2 separate regions of the Mus musculus genome follow, and region 1 is linked to region 2. The links are chromatin contacts, called in public HiChIP or PLAC-seq maps. All regions are on one chromosome and are shown on one strand. The core of a region is the stretch at or near the end of the contact, and the rest is flanking DNA. Distances in the headings are between cores, read along the strand shown.

Region 1 (6,599 bases), core at 2,132-4,631, 110 kb before region 2:
GCCCTAGCTGCTTCCAAAGGCCTCCCTAAAACACAGTAACTGAATTCTGAACGGGAAATGGGGGCTCACATGCAGCTGAGAAGTCAGTGGGATTCTAAAAACAAACAAAAAATAACCAATACGAGATTTTGGGTAAGAACTCACAAGGAGAAACCTAATTGAAAACCAAAAGCTAAAATGGTTAGTTAAAATAGGTTTGTTTCCAAGGCTATGGCAGCAAGAAGCGCTGGGTCCCAAAGCGAACAACGGTCCCCAAGGGTTTTGTAGCCTACCAGGGGCGGCAGCATCGAGCTGCAGGCACCGCCTAGCGCCAGATGTCGCAGACCCCCAGTCTGGGCACCTGGACGTACGCGCCCCGACCCCTTAGTTTGCAGGTGGTTGAGCCGGTCTAGTGGAGGCAGAAGATTGACGGGTGGCTCTGGGGCGCCCCCTGGGGCCCAGCGGCACCCCACCATCCTCGGAAAACCTGAAGCCAGCATAGCATCTCCCAGGGCTGTGACATTTTAACTTTGCCTGCCTGATTCCAAAAGCTGTCTTCCCTGTACCTCTAACAAATACCCCTCCGCTCCCAGTTGAGGGTACGGGCTAGTTACCTCGAAGCCTGAACAGGACGGAAAATGAGGAAAACTGAAATGGACCAAGCCTTAACAAGGCGGCATCCCTATCGGTCCCATACTGCGTTGCAGACACCAGAGGGGAGAAAATCATTGTAGAAACACTGGCTACAGCCTGGGGAGGTTAGCCAGAAATGGAATTGGAAATTTCTGTTTTGCAAGGCTGCCTCCCATCGCCCTTATTAAAAAGTGACCCTTACTAGGCTCAACCCCAGGTGCACCCGAGCGCACTCAGCTGGCAAGTCCCTGACAAGGGAGGGAGGGAGGTTTAGTCAAAGGCAGTGATAAAAACAAATGTTGCCCGATGGTCGCCAAGGGAGAAGGGTGCTGATTCTCAGAGGAGATGCTCCTCAGCGTCTACTTCCATAGAGACAGGACCCGAGAGGGTAAACCCCAGGCCTCCTAGTGAGTAAGCGCGCGCACCCTCACCGAGCTCTGTAGACAGCCCCAGAGAGAGGAATAAGCGCCGAGGAAAAGGAGCCGAAGAACCGCAGTGTTTTGCCCTCTGTTCCTCGCAACCACCCTCAAACCTTCAAAGAAGGGACCACTCGCTGCCAATCCCCTTAGAGAGGATCGCCGGGAACAGCGAGGTCCTCGAGCCTGGCTCCTAGGTGCACCATAGGGTTGGGGGTACCCGCTGTACCAAAACCCCGCGCTGTGGCAGCCAGAACACAGGCTGCTATTAACCAAGGAAAACCGAAACATTGTGGCACGTTTCTTATTTCTTGATTAGAATAACCGCCGCCTCCAAATATTCCAGAACAGGCAGATGAGAAAGCAGAAAAACCGGGTGTTCTGTCCTTAAGAGATCGAGGAAAGAAAAGCAAATCGCGCCCTCTCCCACCTCTTTCCCTGAGCCAGGAAAGAGGACGTGGCCTTCACCCACTGGGAAGGAGCTGGGCAGCTTGAGCTGCAGCCCTCCGACTCTGCAAGAGAAGAGGAAGGCGGCTGGCCTCTGCCCTCACCGAGGGGGGAGGGTGTGGGCTGAAGGCTGGAAGTGGAGGGTCGGCGAGCTGCACACTGGTACGTGCAGTGATTTAGGATTGTCGAGTGGCCAATATTGTTCCAGCTTTAACCTGGCTAGAAAATAAGCGGGTCTGGGTCTGGATCTGGCAGGCACATTCAGCCTGCAAAAGGGCAAAGATGAAAGTAGGGAGGGCACGCCAGACAGCCAAAAAATCTGCCCGGACGCCAGAAGCTACCCAGCTGTCGACCCGCGCCCTGAACTTGGACCCAAAAGAAAGATACAGAAAGGGACCGTGAGCCCAGTGAAGCAGGGGTCTAGCGAAAAACTCCCTGCTCACTGCTTCCTGCTCTCCCGAGGCTCCCAGGCCCCCCGCGTCTAGGGAGCTGCCTCCCGCTTGCACTGAGGCGTAGCCCGCACCTCAGCCGGGAGCAAGGCTGAAAGGAGGCGGCCCGGCGACTACAACGCGGGCTGCTCCCCACATCCTGACTTCTCTGCAGCCAGCCTCCGCCTTCCATCCCCAAACGCCGCCCTCCCCCCTACAAAGGGTCGGAGGGATGCAAAGTGAGCCACGATTATGAGCTCCTTCTATCCCCGCAGAAGCAACGGGAGCACCCCATATTACTCAAACCAACAGAGCATCCTTCCCACAGCCAATCTCCCCAGACATCCTATCGTGCAACTATAGCCCTCCGGATCAGCTCCGGATCAGCAAAGCAAGTCGCCTTCCCCCGCCCTCCCATACTCCAGATGCTTCAAGCTTCCCAAGCCACAGTCAGAGCACATCTCTGAGTCCCCAACCCTCCCTTCCAGCCCGCCACTGCTTCTGCCCTCTCTGACCATCAGCCTCCTAGAACACTGCCGGAGCCAATGAAGCAGAGCTCTCTTTCCTCCTCGGTAGCCCGGCCCCCCTTCACCCTCTCCGCGGTCCCTAGACTGGCGCCCAAGCTCCGCGCCCCGGCGACAACTCCGCATACCCCGCGCGCCGGCCAGAGACGCGTCCCATCGGCGGCCCTCACTCACCCGGGAAGCACACCACATAATGAAGCACAGAACTGGTGATTTTCAGGAACAAAATCCACCAACACGGTTCCAGTAACCTCCGCATGTCCGAAAACGCACATCGAAAAGAGAAAGGCAGGGGGGGTAAACTTGTTGAATAAGTTCTTGCTTCCGAGCGAGGCTCCGCTAAGCCTGGAGGCTTTCACGGCTCGCCCGCCACACGGGGCCCCCCACACTCGGCCACCGGTCCCGCTGGAATCCGGGAAGCTGCCAAGCGCTCCCGAGAAAACCTCAAAAAGTGACCGGGAATGCAAAGCCAAGCTAGGGACGATCCTCTCGGAGGAGAAGGGCTGCTTTCCGCTCAGACACGATCCAGCCGACAGGCAGGGCGAGGAGAAGACGCACGGCGGCAGAGCCCGGGGCCCGGAGCAGGCAGGGACCGCGGGTGGCGGTGGCTAGCAGCGGAAGAGCCCCAAGTTGAGTCGGCAGCGCAGCGCAGCCCGAGAACCAGCGGGCGACGGCGGGGCTGTGCGCGGCGCGGCGGCTCCGGGCTTCAGGCGGGCAGCTCCTTCCAGGGCCCCGGCAAGGAAGGAGGCATGTCTGCGAGCCTGGAAAGGGAGGGAAGCGGCGGGGCGGAGCGCAGAGCCCCCCAAAACACAAACGGCCAGTGGAGCGCAGGGAAACACAAAGGATCTCAGAGGGGCGCCGGGGCGAGGGCGCCTTCAGTCCATGCTCCTGAAAGTTGTGGCTCCGGCGCAGGCTGGGGAGGAACCGAGAGCGCGGGGCTGGAAACTGGCCATGCCTCCATACAGGAAGTAACATGTGAGCATGGATCCTGGCAGAGACTTTAAAGCCGGCGAGCGGGCGAGCGAGCGAGCTGGGGGCGCGCGGCGGCGGGGGCGCGCAAGCACGGGCGCGCGGTGACGCGCATCCCCGAGCTGCCGCCGGCGGGGGCGCGCGTCTCTTAAAGCGGCCGTGCTGGGCTCCGGCTTCCAAGGACTTGCACTACTCTCCTCTCCAGGCGTGCCTAGGGCTATGGGTGTGCGTTTAGGGGAGCTGGTAACCCTGAAGACAGGGAAGAGACCAGCTGCCATCCAGGGTCGGCATGGCTTTGCTCCATTTTCGAGTTCTTAAAGACGAAGTACGGATTCGGAGAGATCCCTGACCTCGTTCATGGATCCGGAACTTGGGGGAGGGGGAAAGGGTGGTCTGGTTGGAATCTGGGGGAGAGGAAAGGACCAGCAGCTACATTTTCATGGAGAGGGGACTTCCGTAAGGCCTCACCACCTGGACGGTGTCTTGACGGGGTGCACCTCCAGCGTCCCTCTCCTGCTGCGTTCCCGGGCTAAGAGACAAAGCCCAGCGGCCTTTGCACTCAGGTTTCATTGAGGTTTTTTTGTTGTTGTTGTTTCCCCTTCCCCCTTTCCGAGCTTCCATTGTTCGAATCTACCTCTGGGAGATAGGGAAAGGGACGGGAGTCCATCCCAGGCTAGCAAAATCCAGCTCCAGGCCCACATCGGCTTTTCCCAAACCACGAAGGTCTGTCGTGGACTTTTCCCCAAACTACGAAGGTCTGTCGCGGAGTTTTCCCAACCCCCGGATTCGGGAAGAAGGTGGCTGCAACTTGGCCTGGTTAGGCAGAGGGCAAATGAAGTGCGCCTCTCACCCGGGGCAGGGGAAAGCAGCACCCCGGGGCAGGACTGGTTTCCCGCAGCCGTCCTAGGAGACACGGCTTAAGTAAACTACAGGGAGAGGCATCCGGGGGAAATGCAAGGGCTAGGTTTATCTGTAATGAGTTTTGTCCCTTGGCTCTCACAGAGATCTTTATCGCTTGGGCTTTTCAGCAACCTATTTTTTCCTCCTACGTTGGTGCTAAAAGAGGGGAGGCAGGTTTTGGTTTGGGTTTTTTTTTTCCATCAAATTTGTAATTGAGCCAACGTAATTAGCCATTTGTATTTTTTTCATAGTTGTTCTGCCACTCTATGAAAAGGATATGGACATATTTTTAAAGTGTCCCCTTGCCGTTTCATCGCAACGCGGCACTGTCCCACACCCACCCAAACATCTCAACCGGATGTTCTTTCGGTTTTCAAATACTATACAGATGCTCTGAGAGTCTGTGGCATTGTTTAGGAAAGCAGTCTCGCACCCACAATTCCAAAGGAAAAACCTCTGAAAAGTTTGGGGTGCAAAACTAGTAAATGCCAGGAAGTTCCTGGAACGGGCCCCCAGATCTATCTTTAGCCAAACCCCGCAAACACCCTTCCCGTGCTAGGCAATGAGGCCAATCTGTTTGCTTTGGAATTTGACACTTCCTGGTTTTGTTGCACTCGAGGGTCGCTCTTGAGTGCTCATGATGACCAGTTCCCTTGAAAAATGGGTTGGAGGGATGGATATCCCAGTGCCAGTCAGAGCGGGATACGTTAAAATGACCCTAGCACAAATGACTGCCTCCTTCGAGGTGACTCCGTATTTTAACACTCAGTCGGTAGGACTTGAATCACACAGAGGTCGGCGACATCATAAGTGTTGCCTGTTGGGCAACCCTGAATTCTTTCTATACTCTGTTTGCTGGTTCAACAAATGAACTGCACATCCACTCTGTGCTGGGTATAATAAGGGCAAGCCAGCCTGTCTGCCTCACCTAGGGAAAGTCAATGGAGGGGTGGTTGAGAAGACATTAAGTGTGAAATGCAAAGAAGGAACGCCAGTACCCCAGTTGTTCAATATGGAGAGTGAATGACCATGCCTCTTACAGTGTATGGGACCCCATGCCTGTTAGTCTCTCTGGGCTGGTGCCTGTCCTGGGACGCCAGGCTGACATTTACCACAAAATGGTATTAAAAGCACACATCAAGCTCCATCAGCTCCCTCCAAATCTAAATGTTTTAGTCAGGCCCATTAGCACATTCCTGTAATCCCAGCACTTAGGAAGCCAAGGCAGAAGAATCATAACTTCAAGGCTAGCCTAGTGTCAGAGCTTGGCTGTTTTTTAATTTAACTTTACAACAGAAATTCACTGGCCTATTATACAAATGTGTTCAATAACCAACTGCAAAGTGAATAGAATAGCCCCAATTTCAAGTCTTAGTGGACAAAACTGACCTAGAGACACACCTGCTGTTCTTCTACCTGGTGAGCCAGGGCTGTTATACAGAGAAACATTGTCTCCATTAAACAAAAAAGAAGAAGGAGAAGGAGGAAGGAGAGGAGGAAGAAGAAGAAGAGGAGGAAGAAGAGGAAGAAGAAGGAGGAGGAGGAAGAGGAGAAGAAGAAGAAGAAGAAGAAGAAGAAGAAGAAGAAGAAGAAGAAGAAGAAGAAGAAGAAGGAAGAAGAAGAAGGAAGAAGAAGAAGAGGAAGAAGAAGAGGAAGAAGAAGAGGAAGAAGAAGAGGAAGAAGAAGAGGAAGAAGAAGAAGAGGAAGAAGAAGAGGAAGAAGAAGAGGAAGAAGAAGAGGAAGAGGAAGAAGAAGAGGAAGAAGAAGAGGAAGAAGAAGAAGAAGGAAGAAGAAGAGGAAGAAGAAGAAAAAGAAGAAGAAGAAGAAGAAGAAGAAGAAGAAGAAGACGAAGACGACGACGACGACGACGACGAAATCGTCTTGGGGAATAAGTCAATAAACAGCACACTCCCTGGCTTCTGTTTCAGTTCCTGCCTCCAGGTTCCAGCCTTGGTATGGGGGTTGCACGAGGCAGTGAGCAGAACTGGAGAAAGGAGCTTGGCAACGTGCTGACAACTTAAAAACTAGGAAGGAAAGCTCCTACTACTGATAACAAATCCCACCCCCCAGATGAGCAGCATAAGCTTACACTTATTTTTTCACAATGCGTGGGCAGGCCGGCCATGGAAGTGTGGAGTTCAGGTGTTTTCTGGAGCTGAACCAAGGTGTAAAGCAGGATGACTCTGGAGCTGGCAGGTTCTCTTCTAATCTCATTGGTTAGAGAACTGCAGTCTTGTTTCTGGCTGGCTGTTAGCCAAAGGATGTCTTCATTTTCAGCTCTCTGGATCTTTGTAACTTCCTTC
Region 2 (6,587 bases), core at 2,035-4,534:
ACCCTTCCACTGACCTACTTCATGTAGACAGATTCCATCTCCTAAAGTTTCCACCATCTCTCCATTAGTGCATCCAGGATTACGCATTCAGAACAGCAGCCTGTGGGGACACTTGACATTCAAATTCTAAGAACAGGAATCAGTGAAAGGATATTGAAACCTCCATGAGTGGGCTAATACAGAACTTTTTCAATCAGAAATTAGTATCAGTGACCCATGGGCCAAATCTGTTCCAAAAGTTGGGGTTGATTTTCATTGTTTTAAATGGTGAAAATGTTAAAGAAAGAATACTTGGCAACAGGTAAGGGAAATGTGTTGTGAAGTGAAGTCTTGCGGCATGGTCAGTTTCTGCCCGTGCTTTGTCTGGGGCTGTCTTCACCTTGCATGGGGGCAGGTGAGTGGGTGTAGCAGGGACACAGGAGCCTGACACGTGTACCGTAGGAACCAGAACAAAACAAACCTCTTAAGTTGTTCTGTGATTTTCCTTGAGATGAGTACAAACTTCAATTTACCCCATAGGGTACCACCACCACCAGGCCAACGGAATGGCTCCATTCAAGTCCAGCTTAGGGAATTAATGAGTTTGGTGAGGTTACTTAGAGAAGCATGTGTGATGCAAAGGCAACCGTGGCACCAAAAGGCCAATCAAGACATGGGTGAAGACTCACAAACTCAGAATCCCTGGAGGCCTGTGCACAGCCTAAGGGTTACACAGCCAGCTGGACTGTCTCTCCTCGCCAGCAATTGCTTCTGCTTACAAAATTCTCGGGGAGAGGCCTGTTAGTCTTCTAAGTTTCAAGAAGTGCCTGGGACTTGTGAGGCTCATTTATTTCCTGAGTCTTAAAGAGCTTCCCGTGTCCCTCTAAGAGGGAATGCTTCAATCTGTAAGAAGTCACTGTGTAACACAGGAAGACCACTAAAGACCCATTAGGAAGGACAGATGGAGGATGTGGATTTTTTCTGATGACTTTCTCAGATTCCATTCACCTGCTGTTTGTTTACTTGTTTGTTTATATAGGCTTTTATTATGTAGTTCAAGATGGCTTCAGATTCATGATCCTCCTGCCTCAGCCTCTAGAGTGGTGGTATTACAGGTATGTAGCACCATGCTTGGTAATCTGAATTATTTTTTAGTTGGTTTGTTTACTCCTGTCTTATCAGTAATTATAAAACCAAATCATTGTCATTGTTTTCTACAAATCACTTAATATATAATCTCTTAAAATATGTGAATGCTTTATGCAAAACATTTCCGTCTGTTACCAGAGTAGAAAGTTGAGGGCAGTTTTTTTTTTTTTTTTTTTTTTTTTAGTTTTTTTGTGGCTGGATCTTGCTGTGAACCTAGACTAGCCTTGAACTCATGATCCTCCTGCCTCAGCCTCCTGAGCGTGAGGATTATGGTCATACAGGGCTGCTCCACTATACCTTGCTCAGGACCATATTCTCACTGTATTCTACATTCCTCAGAACTTAGCATAAAGATCTGATGATACACAGTAACCCCGCCTCCAGGACTTCTTAGTGTATTACTATGTGTGAGCACACACATAATAATAATGCCGTTTTGTTTGACAATGCCTGGGATGTATAGGCACATAAGAGGGATGTGAGATGAGGGGTATGGGATGAGGGATGAGGGAGAGAATTTCACTGACAAAACAAGCTTTCAAAGCTGCTGTAGTAACTTGCACTATGCAAATATTGCCCCAGGGAAGTGCAGGGGATTACAGTCAGGAAGCATTTTGTTGGTTGGCAAGGACACAGGAAACTTGGCTTGGAGCATTTCCTGGGCTGTCCTCTTTAGAAAGTAGTTGTATTTCTGAGCTGGGATTTGTTATACTCCTCCCGTCTAGCCTCCCTCCCCTTCTTCTTTCTCTCCTTCATCTTCCTCCTCATCTTCTCTATTTTACATTTGTTTATCTTATCTTTTTCATGTGTGTGTGCATGCACATGTGTATGTATTTCTTTTCATGCAGGTATGTGTGTGTGTGTGTGCCCTTGTATATGTGCTCCTGTGTGCAGGTGTATATGTGCTCCTGTGTGCAGGTGTATATGTGTTCCTGTGTGCAGGTGTATATGTGCTCCTGTGTGCAGGTGTTTATGTGCTCCTGTGTGCAGGTGTTTATGTGCTCCTGTGTGCAGGTGTTTATGTGCTCCTGTGTGCAGGTGTATATGTGTTCCTGTGTGCAGGTGTTTATGTGCTCCTGTGTGCAGGTGTTTATGTGCTCCTGTGTGCAGGTACATCCACCAGCACATGTAGAGGTCAGAGGCTGAGGCCAAGATATCTTGCTTAATTCTTCTCCATCTTACTTTTGAGTAAGGGTCTTTCTTACTCCGGAACTTCATTGTTTTGGCTAGAATGTCTGGCCAGTGAATCCTTTAGATCTTCCTGTCTCTGTTCCTCAGTGCAAGAAGTAGGGATGTACCTAACCATGACAGGCTTTTATGCAGATGCTAACGGTCAGAACCCAGGTCCTCATGCTCGTATGAGTGTTTTATGTTGAGCCATCTCCCCAGCTCCAGTTTTTTGTTGATGTCATAGTTGTTGTTTTTTTTCTGTTCCATATGTGTGTGAGTGAGAGAGAGACTATGTGAATGCATGTTGAAGTCAGAGGTCAACTTCAGTAACATTTCTACAAGAGTTGTCCATCTTATTTTTTGGGACAGGGTCTCTCACTGGCCTGGAACTCACTAATTAGGTTAGACTGGCTGACCAGGGGTCTTCCTGTCTAAACCTCTCCAATTCCAGGATGTCACTCTGAGCAGAAAGCAGCTATCATCTCTGCAGCCATCTCAGGCTACTTACTTACAGGTTGGTACTTTCCCACCCTGACGAGAGACTTGTTTTCTTAGCATGATGTTTTTGCAAGCAGCCCGCTACAGTTGAACACACTCTGATAACAACCTGTTCTCAGACACATCCTGGACTTGTGGTTTAGTGTCCCCAGCTCCAAGGCACTTGTGATTAAGTGTCTCCAGCTGCACTCCCCAGCTTGTGCTTATATACCCATAGTTGCCTTTCAGTAAATGAGACTTGAGACTTGACACTTGATCAGATAGCCTGTCTTGTCACCATTCTTTGAGTCTCTTTTCCCCTCCATCCCGTCTCTCCCTTGCAGACCCCATTGACTGACCAGCAGACTGGGACACTAGGACTACAAGAACTTGTCTCTGTGCCAGCTTTCTATGTGTTTTCTGGGGATCTAAGTTGGAGCCTCATTCTTTCTCAGTTAGTGGTTTGAATGAAAATGCCCACAAAACAATGGCCTCCTTTTCTTGAACTTTTTTTTGTCCCAACAGGGCAGTGCTATCTTTAGAAACTGTGGGAAGGATGTGGTTCATTGGTGGTAGTTGGGCAATGACACCAAGACTACCTCAGTTGGACTTCTGGCTTTCTGTAGCTGGAGCATTCTGTCAGCAAGCACTTTGCCAACAGAGCCATCTCCCTCCTCCTCCATTTTGTTTGTAATCGAAAATATCAACTGATAGTAATTGTAGGTATTTAGGGGACAGGATATGGTACTTTGAAACATATGTATTATATAGCATATCCATTGCCTCATATGCTTGTTTGTGAGGAGAAAATTCAAAGTCTCCTATTTATAAATACTCATTATGACATTGTCAAGCATAACTACCCAGCTATGCAACAGAACACCAGCCATCTCCTTTCTGTGTAGAGTGTCCGTGCTGGCCAGACTCTGCCTATCCACAACCTGGAGTTGATTCCCCCTGATCCCCGGGGGTCCCAGCCTCTGACAATTATTTTTTCTCTATCTACCCTTCTGGATCTTGCTTCTAGTTTCTGAGTTTTGACTTCCTTCTTTGCCTTCCCTCCCTACCCCTTTTACCTTTTCTAAGATTCAGATCCAGGCGAGTTGCATTGTTTGAACCTAGATTCGTGGAATCAGGTGGGAAAGTTTGCTCACCCCGACTTTTACAGAAAAGGAGATTGGACACAGAAAAGCAAATCATTTGTCCAGAGTGCAGGTTTGCTTGGGGAGCACTGCTTTATAGGACTCCCCCACCCAGCATACAATACATCTGCTCCCTACTCCAGGAGTATGCTTTGCTACACAGCCTGTCTGACTTGCTTTTGTATCCCAGGAGCCTGCTAAAAAGCTGGATTTGAAACATACTAAGCACTTTCCCACCATTCCTCTTGAAGGTGGTTTGAAAGTGATCATAAAAGGACTGGGGGTGGGACAGACACTTGGTTATGTCTTTCCAGGATGGCCAGTCAGCAATGTTGATATTCAGGAAAATGTTCTTATCACTGAACAACAGCAATTTTACTTCTAGGAGTCTGTCCTTGTGTGCTTTCTTTAGCTGAGATCAACACCTTGACCAAAAAACAACTTAGGGAGGAAAGGGTTTATTTGGCTTACACTTCCACACCACAGTTCATCACTGAGGGAAGTCAGGGCAGAGGTAGGAACCATGGAGGAAAGCTGATTATTGGCTTGCTTCCAGGCACACACTCAGCTATCTTTTTTATATTTCAATAAAAAAAAAATCAAGAAACTGTCACAAACATGCCTAAGGACAATGTAATAAGGAAGTTTCCTCACTTGAGATTCCTTTCTCTCAGGTGACACTGGTTTGTGCCAAGTTGACAAAAACTAACTAGCTCAGACTTTCTCTTCAGGAAATAGTCATATAAGTGTATGTGGGAATGTGTATATAGCTATGTTACTGCATCATTGTTTAGAATGTACAGTCTGGAGACATCCAAATGTCCAGTGACATTCCGGCTAGTTCACCACAGTTGCTTCTTAAACTTTTGGCTAAGATCAACTCAAGAACTAGTTAGATTTCAATATGTTAAAATCTATCTATCTATCTATCTATCTATCTATCTATCTATCTATCTATCTAGCCTTATATCATCTATCTCTCTAGGTATTTATGTAATCTATGTATCTATGTACCTATATATCTACCTATTTATCTATATATCCACCTATCCACCTTTCATCTATCTATTATCTATCTATTCATCCACCCATTACCATCTATATATCTAATACCTATCCTATCTATCTATCTATCTATCTATCTATCATCTGTCATGTATGTGGCACGGAGTGGAGCCAGAGGACAACTGTGGGAGGTAGTCTGCTTTTTCCACTACGTGAGTTCCAGGGGTGAAACATAGGTTAATAGTTATGGGGTCAAGGACCTTTATTCATGGATCTATCTTAACGACTCAGAGCGCAATAAATGTCTATGATGGCACAGTTTGCAACAGTGAAAAATAGAACATACTAAATGCTCAAGTGATCACCATTAGGAAAATTCCATTCAGGAGGGTATTATATATACTTCCAGCATGTTTTTGATTTTATTATCAAGCTCTGTGTTCACTGTATAATTGTGCGTGTATGAATACGTGTGTGTATGTTTGTGTGTGTGTGTTCTGCTATGAAGCTCTATCTCCAGTCTCTTATCCTTCCTTTCATTCTTTATACTTCTTGGTATTTTTAAAATATTAAGTAATTAGCTGAGAAAAGAATTTAAATGTTTTTAATTTTTAGTGACATGCAAGAGTGACAACTATTATGTTTAAGTAAACAGCTTGTAATGAATATTGAGAACAGTATCACTGTGTACTTTTAATCCAGTCTCTATTTAGGTAGGAGTGAGACTGGAGAGATGGCTCAGTGGTTAAGAGCACTTGTGTGGCTTCTAGACAAGGCTTGGGTTCCCATACCTACAGCAGCTAACAACTATTTATAACTCCAGTTCCAGAGGATCTAATTCCATCTACGGGCCTCTGAGGTAAGTGCACACACATGTTGCATCGACATATATCCAGGCAAACTGTCCAAATACATAAAATAAACAAAAATCTTTGAGAAGCAAGATATGATAAAAATATGTTGTAAACAGATTTAAAGAGAAATAAAAAAGAAACCCGATACCTTTATACACGTTCAGTGGTGAATTCTACTTCTAAATGAACCAGTCTCATGCCCATGTTAAAATACTTTTGTATTTATTGGTCTTTATCTTGGTCCACTTTCTACCTCGATGCCTGACTTTCTAAGGAAGAAACTCCAGCAGGGCTGGGAGACAGTCTTCTTTTCGAGCTGTTTCTTCGGTGTTCTCAGTCTTCTGCCTTTGTCGCCAGTCAGTCTCCACAAGGCTCCAGGCCTTATTTCTGTCATATATTGAATGCAGCTGATCTTGGGATTATCCACACCCCAATTCTGGTGTATTGCAAAACTCCTTGCCAGTTTTCTATTAGCCCATCTGAGTTTCATTTGAAGTTTCTTTTGGATAGAGGTCAGAGGCTTGGACAATAAATTCCTTCCAAGGAGTCAAGGATGGTGATAAGCTGCAAATTGACTTTAAAACTCCTTGCTAGTGAGGCTTGTGGGGACACTCAGAAGTTCCATCCTGTCTTACCAGAAAGACCATTAAATATTAAGAGCCTGGAATTCCTCACTCTGTATGAGCTCTTTAGGGAGCAGAGTGAGCACACTGGAATGAATTCAGGGAGGTGATCTTGACCTGTGTACTCTCCAACCCATTGTGACGGAAAGACTGCTCAGATCCTGGGTGGTGATGTGTGGGCTTATGAC

The links. HiChIP or PLAC-seq counts read pairs in DNA pulled down with a chosen protein or histone mark.
Region 1: an H3K4me3 HiChIP or PLAC-seq map of embryonic stem cells shows a contact between it and region 2, with 17 read pairs. The contact joins the promoter of Ptprg here to the enhancer-like site in region 2. A contact is called at or near these places in 2 of 39 promoter capture datasets (hippocampal neurons and liver), 5 of 484 Hi-C or Micro-C datasets (cerebral cortex, cortical neurons, embryonic stem cells and 1 more), 3 of 115 datasets of contacts at active chromatin or transcription factors (embryonic stem cells and kidney) and 1 of 9 other capture datasets (pancreatic islet).

What each region holds. Positions count from the first base shown.
Region 1 is chr14:11,550,335-11,556,933 of GRCm38.p6, reverse strand. It overlaps Ptprg (protein tyrosine phosphatase, receptor type, G), which reads right to left and starts at 3,381. Exons shown (of 30, transcript NM_008981.3): 1 at 2,602-3,381. The coding sequence starts at 2,686.
Region 2 is chr14:11,435,513-11,442,099 of GRCm38.p6, reverse strand. No RefSeq gene overlaps it. Among named protein-coding and RNA genes, the nearest start is that of Gm25466, 100 kb to the right of the region's middle. Within about 2 kb of position 3,284, at least 3 of the 459 cell types and tissues checked have an H3K27ac peak or open chromatin away from gene starts, as enhancers often do. A contact at or near this core is called in embryonic stem cells, where this site is marked.